Regions from separate parts of the Mus musculus genome. Here regions 2 and 3 are each linked to region 1. A link is a contact called in public promoter capture Hi-C data. All regions are on one chromosome and are shown on one strand. The core of a region is the stretch at or near the end of the contact, and the rest is flanking DNA. Distances in the headings are between cores, read along the strand shown.

Evidence for each region. Promoter capture Hi-C pulls out the DNA fragments that hold promoters and counts their contacts.
Region 2: a promoter capture Hi-C map of hippocampal neurons shows a contact between it and region 1, with 2.2 times the contacts expected there. The contact joins the enhancer-like site here to the promoter of Wee1 in region 1. A contact is called at or near these places in 3 of 39 promoter capture datasets (the 3T3-L1 cell line and hippocampal neurons), 2 of 484 Hi-C or Micro-C datasets (adipose-derived mesenchymal stem cells and uterus) and 4 of 115 datasets of contacts at active chromatin or transcription factors (the SCID.adh cell line, embryonic stem cells, fibro-adipogenic progenitors and 1 more).
Region 3: a promoter capture Hi-C map of liver shows a contact between it and region 1, with 4 times the contacts expected there. The contact joins the enhancer-like site here to the promoter of Wee1 in region 1. A contact is called at or near these places in 18 of 39 promoter capture datasets (the 3T3-L1 cell line, the C10 cell line, the HPC-7 cell line and 12 more), 1 of 484 Hi-C or Micro-C datasets (embryonic fibroblasts) and 12 of 115 datasets of contacts at active chromatin or transcription factors (the SCID.adh cell line, bone marrow-derived macrophages, craniofacial prominence and 9 more).

The regions. Positions count from the first base shown.
Region 1 is chr7:110,120,154-110,124,524 of GRCm38.p6, reverse strand. Wee1 (WEE 1 homolog 1 (S. pombe)) reads right to left here and starts at 2,466. Exons shown (of 11, transcript NM_009516.3): 1 at 1,600-2,466; 2 at 1-69. The coding sequence starts at 2,175.
Region 2 is chr7:110,713,453-110,717,823 of GRCm38.p6, reverse strand. It overlaps the pseudogene Gm18907. Among named protein-coding and RNA genes, the nearest start is that of Gm21123, 16 kb to the right of the region's middle. Within about 2 kb of position 2,148, at least 108 of the 459 cell types and tissues checked have an H3K27ac peak or open chromatin away from gene starts, as enhancers often do. A contact at or near this core is called in the SCID.adh cell line, fibro-adipogenic progenitors, hippocampal neurons and 1 more, where this site is marked.
Region 3 is chr7:110,645,560-110,649,930 of GRCm38.p6, reverse strand. No RefSeq gene overlaps it. Among named protein-coding and RNA genes, the nearest start is that of Gm28863, 17 kb to the right of the region's middle. Within about 2 kb of position 1,795, at least 77 of the 459 cell types and tissues checked have an H3K27ac peak or open chromatin away from gene starts, as enhancers often do. A contact at or near this core is called in bone marrow-derived macrophages, extraembryonic endoderm stem cells, fibro-adipogenic progenitors and 1 more, where this site is marked.

The sequences.
Region 1 (4,371 bases), core at 1,217-3,716:
CATGAATAGAGAACTACCCCGGAGTTTAACAGAGCCGGAATCAATAACTCGCGCTTTGGAAAGCAAACTCTAGGAAAGGGAAATACAATCTTCAGGACCCAGTCTTCTGGAGTCTTCTCTATATAACCTCCAACTTGCCTTCCTAAGTGGCCAAGTATGTAGCCCAAAGCAGCACATTGTGAATGAAGCTCTGCACTAGAACCCATGCAGGGAGAGGTTCCGTTACCCGACTTGGGGAAAGAAAAGAACAAGGGAGGGGGCAACACACAAGCCTTAGTTATACTTCAAGTAAAACCAATGGCGGCTGACTTAGGAGTCAGGTTGAATACTAACTACTTATCTGCAAAAGATAGCAAAGTAAAAACCCGTAGCTAATCCTAAAATGGACCTTTTGCAGTGACTACACAAAAAGTTCTTATCAGTAGCTAAAAATTAACAGGCTCTTTTAACATTCTAAAAATAAAAACACTCACTCTCATAAAAAAAAAATCCCCACCTCCACCTCAAGTAGGCTTTTGCAGGCCACCTCCCTGGACTCCTCCCCTTACTAAGGGGGATGGTGCCCTGGGCCTGTCCGCCTATAAAATTAGCAAAGCACAAAAGCACCTGGATGTTCGAGATTTAAGACTAAAGTTGCATGGAAATCAATAGATTCCCTTTAAAAGGCTTATGTCGAGGGGCATGGTAGGGCGCCTTTAGTTCCAGCACTCGGGAGGCAGAGACAGGAGGATCTCTGAGTTCCTAGTTCCTACAAAGTAGGTTCCAGAACAGCCAAGGTTACACAGAGAAACGTTCTCTCAAAAAAGGGGGGCTTATTTCCCGTGTTAAACTTACAGGTACCATGCCTGTCTTTATTTTGGAAATTGTCTACTCTTAATGTTTTTGTGACTTCTCAAGTATTACCATGACAGTATGCATATTCACCGGCTATTCCAAACGGGTTCTGAACACACTCTGCTTTAAGACACATTAGTTTTGACACACAGACCAACAAAACGGCAGGGGAAACTCCAGAATAAACACAAAGCTTCCGTAATACTAAATCCCGAAAGACAATCAAAAGCAACCTGGAATATCCATGAGTTCACGACGGTAAACACAGAGACTCAAAAGGACGCGCAGAATCTCTAATGCCATATCACATGGAACCACAAGTCCAGGGGGTTGGAACAAACCCTTTAATAAACCTAACTCCTTCCATCCGTGCCCCCCAAATTACAGGCCCGGACACCGGATTTAACAGGCACCATATGGCTCGGAGTGTCAGGTGGCCAGCAGCAATCCGGCACCCTGGCACACCGGACCACCGAGACCCAATACTCAACCACCTGGACAGCGGGGACCAGGCCCTTTGTAAAGTGGAGTAGTTACAGACCAGGCCCATTGTTCAGTTACATAATCTTAACCGACAACTTCTAGGCAGAGCCAAAAAGGGGGGCTGCCAACTTTTTTTTTTTTTTTGAGTGGCGGCGCAGGACAGCGAGCGGGGTGCGGCGGGGCGGTTATGTAACCGAACCCGGGCAGTGGCGCGCAGGGCTGCAGCGCCGCGGCCTTTTTTTTTAAAGGCCCTGGAGCCGGCTCCTCCGCCCCCTCCATTACCTTGGGAGTGTGCGGCGTGTCGAACAGGCGCAGCTTGCGGAAGGTCTTGTGCGGAGGGGTGCTCGGGTAGTCGGGCTGCGGCGAGCAGGGGTCGTCCATGGCTCGCGGAGCCCCGCAACCCTGCGGGGAGGCATCCCCTGGGCCGCCGCAGCGCACTGGCGAGAACGGGCTGCTCAGAAAGTAGGCGGTCGAAGGTGATTTGACGGGCGACGAGGAGCCGAAACCCTCCTCCTCCCAAGAGTCGCCCTCGGCGCCTCCACCCGCCGCTTGCGCGCCTCCGCCGCCGCCCTGCAGCAGCAAGTCGTCCTCCAGCTCTCCCGGGCTGCTGGGCTCCGCGCCGGGCGAGCGACGGCGGCGCTCGGCCTCGGCCTCGGCAGGGCTGCGTGCAGAAGGCAGGGGCGAATCCGGTTCCTGGAAGGCCGAGTCCTCCCCCGTACTGTGGCCGCTGCCTTCCTCCTCCTCCTCCTCCTCTTCCTCACAGTCGCTGCCCGGCGAGAAGATGAGCTTCTGCCGCAGACTGTAAGCGGCTCCTACGCGGCGGGTGGGCGGCGGCTGCTGTCGGCTCAGGAAGCTCATTTCCCGGCTGCAGTCACGGCGGAGCACGGGAGAACACAGGACCGGCGAGCAGAGGCCGGCGGCGTCCAGGTCGCGGCTGGCACAGGGGGCGGGTCCGCCACGTGCGATCGGGCGCGCCGGGCTGAGGCTGCAGCGGGCCTGCGCGGCGGCAACTCCGAGGCCCGTCAAGCTCACGACGGGGCGACGGCGACGGCTGCGGCGCGGGATGTCCAGCGGAGACTGGCCGGTCCAGTGCTGGCGAAAGGCTCCGCAAGTTCGTCCGCAAGTTCGGGTTCCGCGGCTTCCCGCGACCGTTAACCACGTGAGGGCCCAGCCCACCAATCCCCGCCCAGCCCCGGTTTGAAAAAACAGGGAGGGCGCGACGTAGCCCACGGGGGAGGAACCAGCTACGCGATTTTGGCGGGAACTCGCTGACTCCGCCCCACAGCCTAGGCGCGCCGCCAGTCGTGGGCGGGTCGCGGCATCCCGGGCCAATGAGTGGGCCTGGATTGCACAGAACCCCACCCAGAGTCTATGTTTAGAGGACCGGAGCCTGCCGGGAGCCGCCCTGCGAGGAGGGGCGAGAGGACGGCGGCTACTGCCCAGTGCTGGCCTTGGGTCGGCCTCCCTGTCTCCGGGTTCAGAAGCATCCGGACACCGTGCAGCCTTTGGGGACGCCTAGAAGCCTGGTCCAACCCCAGGTTCTGAGGCCCGACCCCTGGGGCGTTCTGGGCGTGGCTGTGTCCAGTCACGTTCTATAGTCGCGGTCCGAGCCGGAAACAGTGACCGAGCTCTGGACCTTGCCCAGCGCGAAACTCAGATAATGAGCTGCAGGACTAGGACACAGAGGTGGCCTCTCACACAGTCTTGTGTCCCTCACAGCCAGACTTATCCGTGATAATTGGTCCTGCCACAAGCCCGAATGCCTGACCTGCAACCGTGGTGTTTATATTTGTTCGCTTACACGTGAGAGTGCGCTAGCCAAACTGATTGGTCCCGGGAGAGAAAAAAAACAAAACAAAACTGAAGTGTAACAGAGGTGAGTGCTGGCGCACACACCTGTGATTCAAACAGTCTGGAAGCTGAGGCAGGAGGACCAGAAGTTTAAAACCCCTTTGCTCTGTAGTGGTCCTGTCTCATAATTTCCAGGAAAAAATAAGTTTCCACAACCTTCTCAACCGTAACTTAAATCTGTTTACAACAAGTGTGTTCCTATTTTGTATGCTATGATCAATCATTTCTCCTTGTTACGGTTTTGTTTTTTTTTTTTTTAGCATTCTCTGCTGGAGTGGGAATTACTGAGGCCAGACTGTCATACAGAAAAGTAGGTTTCTTTTTCACTAGGAAATTAGAACCCACTTTTGGGGAACTGAGGCCATCAGTAGAAAGCTTGATGTTTTTTAATGTAGATTCACATTATCTGGATAATAGCCTATTATACTCTTCTGTTGTCATTTACTGTAGTTAGGAGTACTAATGTGTGTGTGAGCTTTTTTTAACACTTCAAAGGCTGAAAAGTCAAACTGATTTTTGTTTTTGAGACCTGCCTTTGCCGTGTAGCCCGATTATTTGAACCACCTCCAGAGTGCTGGGATTATAGACCTGTGCACCTGCCAGGCCAGGCTGATGGACTGATCTTTGGTTTGGTTTGGTTTGGTTTTGTCTTGTTTTGTTTTCAAGATAAGAAAACTGTGTAGCCCTAGCTGACCACTAACTCACAGGGATCCATTTGACTTGGGAGTTCTGACATTGCTGTTAGATGGGTTGATCAGGGTGACCTGAAAGTAAGATTGAGCTCAACAGAAGCAAATTGCCCTTTACTTAGAACAACGCAGGCCAGTGAGTTTGGCAGTTTCAAAGAGAACTTCTAGAGTGGAAGTTTCCATATGCAGATCTGTTCCACTTAATAGTATCTCAAAAGCATAAATACAAAGGAGGTTGTTATAGTGATCTTCTTGTGGGCAACTTTTATCAGCTTGTCAATGTCAACTCTTCTGAGATTCTCAGTTCATCTGAGGTTTTGGTTTTTTTTTTTTTTTTAAGCCCTCCAATTACAAGTATGAGTCACAGGTCCAGCTTCCAAGCTAAAATTTAAAATTATTATTATTGCCAGGCTGGGCGGCACTTAATCCCAGCACTCAGGAGTAGAGGCAAGCAGAAACTACCATCCAGCTGAAACTACCAAGTAAGACCCTATTTCAAGAATAAATGATGATT
Region 2 (4,371 bases), core at 899-3,398, 590 kb before region 1:
TATATAGAAGCATTCTACCTCACCCAGAGATCTATCTGTGTGTGTGTGTGTGTGCATGTGTGTCTGTCTGTCTGTCTGTGTCTGTGTCTGTGTCTTTGTCTGTGTCTGTGTCTGTGTCTCTGTGTGTGTCTGTTTCTGTCTCTGACTCTCTTTTCCTCTCTTTCTCTCTCTGGGTGTCTGTCTGTCTGTCTGTCTCTCTCTCTCTCTCTCTCACTCTCTCACACACCACACACACACACACACACACACACACACACACACACACAGGTTCTACCCCTCTGGATAACCTGAGTAATAATAATACACTCTTTTCTTCTACTTCATCCATAAACAAGGGTGCAACCTTAGCGTCCCTCAGTGGCATGGAGGACTTCGAGGACATCAAGGGCCCTGGGTACCAGGCTGAGCATCTGCTCCTTGCAACCCTTCCAGGAAGAGCCTGACTCATATCCAGTGCTGAGTCTCTTGCAGCCATCGGAGAATGCTACTAGAAAATGGATTTAATTAAAAAAAAAAAACAAAGTTGACACTAAGGTCAAGCATCCACATCAAAGATTACATATCAGAACGAGACAGTCACCAAGACCTCGATTTCCATTGCACAGTGACTCACTTGCTTATTCAACAAATCTTTACCGAATGTGTGTATAGGCCAAGTTTTCTTCTAGGTGCTGAGAATGCAGCAACAAAGGAGACAACCACACTCAAGCAGGAGAGACAGGGAACGTGCAGACTGAGATCTAATACCTTCTGTGTTGAGAAAAGGCTCTGGAAAGAAACTGAGCCCAGGAGGAGAGTGGACCAAGAGAGGCAGGTGAAGAAGGTCTAGCTGCTGTAAGATGTACAGAGGCTACAGTTCAAGTGACATTTGAAAGGAGGTCAGAGGTAGGCCAGGAAGCTCTAAGAGGAAAGCAGCTTCAGAGAGCAGCCAGCGACGGTAGAGCTCCCAAGGAGGCAACGGGGTGAGCGGCTTGAGCCAGCAGAGCCAGGACGGATCTAGGAGGGAGAGCAGAGAAGCAGCAGAGGCAGGCCAAGCATGGACTGAAGAACAGACAGTCACTAAATGTAGGTCCAAGAGAGGTGTCCTAACTGTAAAACTCCCAAGAGGAGGCAGTTCAGAGTGTGAGGACCTGGGTTTGAGATCCATCAACAAGAGACAGCTCACAAGAAAGAGAAGAAAGGGAAGGGGTAGGGTTCCCTAGATAGTGATTCAGGGCCCACCATTCCTGAGCTGCAATATACCCAGAGAAACCCATGGATAAACTTCCTGCCTCTTTTGTTTTGTCTCATCCCTAGAGGTAGGACTGGCTTTAACCCCAAGGTGAAGTAGTTGAGGATGGGAGGAAGGCCAATGAGGGAGAAGGCCACCAAGATCCATCTCTGCAAGTTGATGCTGGTATTACTTTTGGCTTTATTTGTTTGTTTGATTGATTGGTTGATTGGTTGGTACTTTTTTGGTTTTTAAGACAGTTTCACTTTGTAGCCCAGGCTACCCTTGAACTTATTATATAGCCCAGGCTTGCACCCAAACTCTTAGTGACCCTCCTGTCTCCACATCTTACCATCTTTCTATCCCTCCAACAACATTCTATAGTTATTGCCAACACTTGTCCCTTATCCACCACTGATTCCATATGGTGGGGAGAAGAGAGAGAGAGACCCTGTTCAAGTGTCAGGATCACCCACAATCGGAAGGTGGAGCCTTCCTCCCTGAAAAAGTTGCTTGGCGATCCCTGTTTAGTAAACAAAGACAAGTAACTAGTCATAAAGGGCTCTGCCCCATCCCAGTGTGTCCTCTAAAGCCCAGGATAGGGGCAGCAAGAACCCAGGTCCCTTGTGCTAAGCCCCGAAGCAAATTCAAAGCCCTCAGCAAGAAATTGTTCCTGAGCTGGAAGCCAGAGCGGCACGCTGTGTTCTCCTACCCCTCAAAGAGACGTGCCGCTTCCTTTTCCAATGTCCCCTTTCTGTCTGGAACATGGGGAGGACTATGAGTGCCACACACACACACACACACACACAACTAGAGCTGGTGACTCAGAGGCCACCTGCATCTATTTTCTAGCTCTGCCTGTGGCACATCCTCTGTTCCTGCTTCCAAGCCGCCAGTGAGCAGTGCCCTCTGCCTGGGCTACATCTGAACACTGAAGCATTCTTTCAGGATTTGTCACTTTCTGAGAGGGCTTACATAAAGAGGAACTGTTTCCAGGACTGAGCAAGGACTCACCAATGGAATTTAGAACAATCCTCGGAAAAGCTAGTCCCCTAGAGAAGGGAAAATTCCCTGCCCTAGCAGACTCATCACTTGCGAGCAGCCCTGAGCCTGCAGGGACCCTCCAAGGAGAAGAACAGTAGAGAACCCAACCCCTGAGCCCTGTGCTCTGGAAGTTTTACAGAGCCTGGATGCTAGGGCTGTTTATGGGGATGGAATGAGAAAGCTCTCACTACCCTGCCTCTTCTCGATAAGCACACATCCCAGCCTGCAGCTCTTTGATACCAACTTCATGTTCCCCCACACTGCTCCCATCTGCTGGAGATGCTCAGATGCTTCTCAAATCTCTCAAAGACAGCAGCCAAAGCTGATCTCTGAACACTTGGCTCCACTCTGCAAAGATACCCTGTTTGCTATCTCTATCTAATGACCTCAGGTTTGGGCAACCTGGGAGTCGGGCATGAAGGCCCCTTGCCCTGGACTGCCAGCTCTACGCTCAGAAGTGTCTCCCGTGAGATGAGATCAAGCCACCATCACTTCCCCATAGACTTTGGAGTAAGGACCTTTAGTGGAAGCTTCCTGACCGGTACTCACCTTCCCTTAGATTTTGCCTCAGCTGTGTCTCCTGCATTCAACCTTCACCACACTTCATTCGACTCTCTGCCGTGCTATTCTTCAACCGGTCTTTCTATAACATATTTTCTTTACTCCCTCGGAGCCTTAGATTCTTTAAAGAGAGAGTTTCACTATGTAGCTCAGGTTGGTCACAAATACAATGCAGGCAAGGATGACTTTGAACTCCTGAGCCCCTAGCTTCAACCATCTAAGCACTGGGATTTTAGGTGTGGCCTTAACATTTTTTTCCCTTCTTTGTGATTGTGTGTATGTTGTTGATTCTCTAGTACAGTTTTCAGATCTCAGGGTCTCCTCCCAGAGAGCTTATGCTGACACCCTCTTGCTCCCTTTTGGTCTTCCCTTTATTTCCTACATAGCATTTAGCCAACACAAGGCATATTTTAACAATAATTATATGCTTGCCTGTTTCTTGTCAGTCTTCCCTGCTATTGCTTCTCATGAGCATAGATTGGAAATAGGCACTTCAGAGAGCCCTGGGAATCAGAACCCTGGAGTTCAGGGGAGAGAACAATATTCCTTGAGGGAAGAGAGCATTTCTCACACCATGTTCCTACTGTCTATCTCAGATCCTGGCAGAGAATTTTCCTGGATGGATGGATGGATAGATGGATGGATGGATGGATGGATGGATGGATGGACAGAGGGTATATGGATGGACAAATGGATGGATGGACTGATGGGTGGATGGACTGATGGGTGGATGGATGGATGGATGGATGGATGGATGGATGCTGGCTGCCTAGATGGATAGATGGATAGATGATGATGTATAGGTAATGCATGGATGATGGGTGAATTGATAAATGATGGTTGGATGGGATAACTTTAGTTTTGAGCAAAAAGTAATGGAAACCATGCCTAAGAAATGGGGAGTCGTGAGAATAGACTCTGTACCTACAGGAACCTTGGAGACCCATTTTAGAAATGTGGACAATGTCATTTCAGCCCCTGGATGAGAAAACTCACCCATGAGTGCACTCAGGAAATACCTTCCTGAATGATGAGATGGAAAATGAAAACCAAATGGCTGAGGAATGTGGCCTACTTCCCTCACTCTTCACTGAGGGCAGAGCTGCTTGGGCTCGGCTGGATCATGGACTGATGAGCTGATGAAGGAAGGATGACCCACAATACTCTGGGACGTGTTTACATGACAGGACTTGGTTTTGCAATATCAGCATACTTCCCTAGAACATCAGGGATAAATTCCAGAGGAGACGACTTGCTATATCCTATCAATCCCCAGTGACTCATACAACCAACCAAAGGAACACAAATGAAAGAGGCAGCTGACTGTTGGGTACAGATAAACACAATGACAGCTCAACACAATGGAGCAGGCAAGTCATCCTGTATCAAATGATATTAGAATGAGCTCACATGGAACCTTCTAGAATAGTTGGTGAGAGGCAGAGGATGGTGGCTGCCTAAGCTCCACACTACTACACTCACTTAGCATGCCTAGCCCACTCACAAGCTGTAGAACATGGTGAAAGAAATTAGTTATTTTGATGTTTGGGAAATCA
Region 3 (4,371 bases), core at 546-3,045, 530 kb before region 1:
GTTTCTCTCTGCCCCTCCAGTAAATAGTTCTTCCCTGGCCAGGGATCCATCTCAACTCTCACTTCCCCTTCCATCCCAGTCCTGATGAGAAGGGAGGGTTGGGGGAACACTGAAGGGAGGAGGAGGAAAATGAAAACAGAAAAAGAGGAAGGAGCCAGGCCTGAGATCCTGCCCCTAATCTCAGCATCAAGAGATGGAAGCAGCAGATTACATAAGGAGGCCCTGTCAAAGACTAAAGATAAGAAGGGGGCAGGCTCAGATGGTTAAGAGCACCAGGTGCTTTTCCAGAGGACCTGGGGTGGGTTCCCAGCACCTATGTGGTAGCTCACAACTATCTTTAACACCAGCTTGAGGGGATCTGCTGCCCTCTTCTGGCCTCAGAGGGCATTCACATGGTGCTGATGTGCGTGGGCTAAACATCCACATGCATAAGATAAAAATAAATTTCACAAACACCTAAAATAGCCTAAGGAAGGAAGGGTCTATTTTTGCTCACAGTTTGAAAGTACAGTCCATTGTGGTAAGGAAGTCGATGGTGTCACAGCACAGAACAGCTGGTCACATTGCATCTAAGTCAGGAAGCAGAGAGAGGAGTGCCATGGCCGGGTTCAGCGTTTTTCCTCCTTATTAGTCAGTCTGGACCTGAGCCCAAAGGATGGTGCTGCTCAAATGCAGAGTGGAAGGCACCAAGTCAACCCTCTACAAAGCTGGGGTTAACTTTGAATTCACATATCACACCGTATCCTACAGGGCTCAGTAAATGTCTCTATTGCCTACAACGTTATGCCCAGAACACTTCATTATAAGTCCGTTCTGGGTCCATTCAGTGGTATGGGATAGCCTGGGAATGTTGCCACAAAGTATAACATTGTTCCTCCTCAGGAATAGTCTTCCAGATTCCAAAGGACAGATTTGCAAACAGCCTTCTGGAGTGCAGCCCCGTGTACTGCTGGGAACTGCCTTTGTCCGACTTGTTTACTTGGGAAGAACTCCTCTGGACTTTGACCCCTGCAGCTGCCTGGAAGGAGGTAACCTGGCTTTAGCCAATCCAGGGTGCGGCCCGGCCAGGAGCAAAGTAAAGCTGGTAGCCACTGCTGCCTACTAAGACACCACATGGGCACTGCCACCACAGCTTGGGGTTGGGGGAGGGCAGACTGTTCAGAGGTCTGCAGCGCTGAGGAACCCACTTGAAGAGCACCAGTCTCCTCCCCACGCTTGCCGGTGATGGAAGAGAGACAAAGTTGACTCACTTGAAGAAGAGAGGCATCTACAGTTTTCAAGGACTACGGAGGAAAACCCTTCCTCTAAGCAGCTGCCCCGTCTCACTGCTGCTGAATTCCTCCCACAGGCAGCAATGGCTTTGAGTGTCAATGGCCGGCCCGAGCCACACTGGCCTTGAAGATTCCTAAGAGCTATTTTGAGTGATTTCACTGCTCGCGGTCCTGGCAAACTTATCCATTTTCAGACAATATTTAGATTCTGAGGTAAGTGTGAACTAGATAATGACCTTTCAAGCCATGGCACGATGTTCTGTTTAAAGCTTTCGTTTCTTCCTCAGAGCAACTACAAAGTCCTCTGACCCTTCAGCATGGCCTCCTGGAGATTTCCCTAAGGTTCTGCGCACACTCCTGTGCTGCGCGTGTGCGGAGGGTGGGGGTGGGGTCGTAATGACTGAGGGCAAAATCCTCACGTGTCTTGGGTCCTGAGGAACCAAATTGAACTTCTGAGATGCATAGTACCAAGGCATGGTCTGAGGCATTTCATGCTCTCTGGATGTTTTTAAGGCTGGCCTCAAAATACATGTGAGCATAGAGCAGCCGTCCCCCAGTGAGTGTAACTAGTAGTTGGCTGGCTATGGCTGAAACAATAGGCTATCTGCAACTTTACTTTTAGGTGACTCATCAGAAAAGCTATTTTAGACAGTCTGTAGCGAGTAAGATTACATTTGTTCTAAGAGAAACAGACCTAAGGGACAAAAGGCTAATTGCAAAAGTGCTCTTTTTCAGCTCAGAGAAGCCTTGCTGTATTTTCTTGACAGCATCTTAGTTACCAGACACAACAGAAGGCATAAAAGCTGGTATCAAAAACAATGGGAAACAATCATGCCCTGACACCACCCGGCACGCACACCACTTTGCTCATCAAAAGGCAAGCTTGTTGAAGAAGCAACGGCCTTGTCCACATGCTCATCATAGAGCCTACACATGCCCTTGTGTGGGAACCTTTGTCAGGCTGCGGCTATGGTGGCCTTGTGACCTGCCAATCGGTTGTCCAACCTTCTGATCATCTGGAGTTCTCTCAGCAGTTGCTATCCCCTCTCTCTCCACCAACTCAGGGTGAAGGAGCAGGTAGAACTTTCTGGCAGGAACTTGGAGCATAGGCTGAGTCTTCTGGGGTGAGCAAGAACACAGCAGATACAAGAGATGGTGGGTGGGCTCCCACAGATCTCCAAGCAATCCCAGGAAGCATTTAGCTTATTATTCACTAAACAGTTGTTCCCTGCCTGAAGATGAGAAGTGAAATGACCCAGGATCTTCTAGAACTAAGAGCTGTCATGAGTATCCCGAGAGGAAGGAAAAGCTGAAACCATTACCCCAGACCTGCAAGGGTTTTCCTGTCTTGGGTCCCCTCACTTTCCATTGCTGAGATCACATCAGCCCCCCAAGAGGAAATATTGCTTTAGTGGCTGGCCTCTTGCCATGGCTGAGCCAGGCTAGAACATTCCCAAAGCCTTTACACAACCCTAGAGAAGAACAACTGGACATAAACAAGAAAATGCATGAAACATAAACACAACACAAGCTTGTGAACCACAGTAACAGGGCAAGACACGGGTGGAAGGAATTTTGCGTGTTATGAGTTTTTGTGAATTTATCAAGAGCCATACTTACTCTAAAAGCAATGCATCTGTATTTTGAAGCCTCTATAGTGTACCTTTTGTCTCCTCGTCACACTCTAGTATGTATGCTTTGTATACCATGAGCTGTTCATCTGAGTAATTCTGAGAAGCCTTCCTCCTACTCCTTCCTCCCTTCCCCCACCCCCACCCCTACCTCCTCCAGGATTTCTGCAGATGAGTGCATAGGTGATCAGCTCAGTCATTCAATAAATGTGGGCCTAAGTAGGAGCTGTGGCGCAAGACATTGAGTAATGAGCCATCGTATACCTGGTCTTATCAGGCTCAGTCTGATAGGAGAAACTATCAAGGGTCATTTCCTTAATACTTTATGTCATCTAAAAACTATCAGATTTGACTTAAAAAAAATCAGATTTAGCTGAGCATGGTGGAGCACGCCTTTAATCCCAGCACTCGGGAGGCAGAAGCAGGCAGATTTCTGAGTTCGAGGCCAGCCTAGTCTACAAAGTGAGTTCCAGGACAGCCAGGGCTATACAGAGAAACCCTGTCTTAAAAAACCAACCAGCCAAACAAACAAACAAAAATAAATAAATAAATAAACAGATTTATATGAAAATCCATCTAACAGGCTCGTTAATCTCTGCCAATAAAAAAAAAAAAACAAAACAAAACAACAACAAAAGATCACTATTTAAAGAATTCCCAAAATCAATGATGATAACAGAAAGAAGTGTGCGTGTGAGTGCATCTTCCTGAAGACAGCAAAGAGGAAAATCCCACTTTCTAGAACTGTCAAGACAGGTGATGTCTGTCCTCTGTGCCTGCAATCAGATGACTAAGCGCCCCTGTCAGACCCATCCAAGCTTATGACTCTTAACTCTTTACCATTATCTCTACATCTAACCTGAACTCAGAGTCTATCACCTAAGAGTATTATCTTCATTTCCCTGGGGATGCCACTTCCTCAATCTGCCTCAGCTTCCTCAAAGAAGGCAAAGATAAGACATCTGATGATGTCACAAGTAAACGTGAGCTGAAGCCTGCTGGCCAGCTCTACTCGGAAGAGCATTTCCACTTCCGGAGCAGGGCAGGGGGTACTTACGAGGAATACTACCCATTGATACGTCCTTCAGAGAACAGTCTATGCAGGAGCCAGCCTTCAATTATGGCCCATATGGCATCACTGTCCCATGAGGAAGATACTCAAATTCTTAAGGGTTGGATCTTGCTCAAGGGCCCTGTAGGTCCTCCCTGGGTTCAGGGAGTCTCACCAAGCTTATTCTACTAGATGGGGCAGACAGCCATTGAACTAACTTAAAAGACAGCAAGCACCCATGGGACCCTACAGTTTATTCTAGCACACAGCAGACCTGCTGGTACAGAACTATGTAAACATACATTTCACAGCCCCCAAATTCCTCAAGGCACTTGGCAAAGATCAACTGATACACATGCCTAGACTAATTCCAATAATGTATTCCAAAGGAAACAGCAGGTGGCAGCAGAGGGTTACA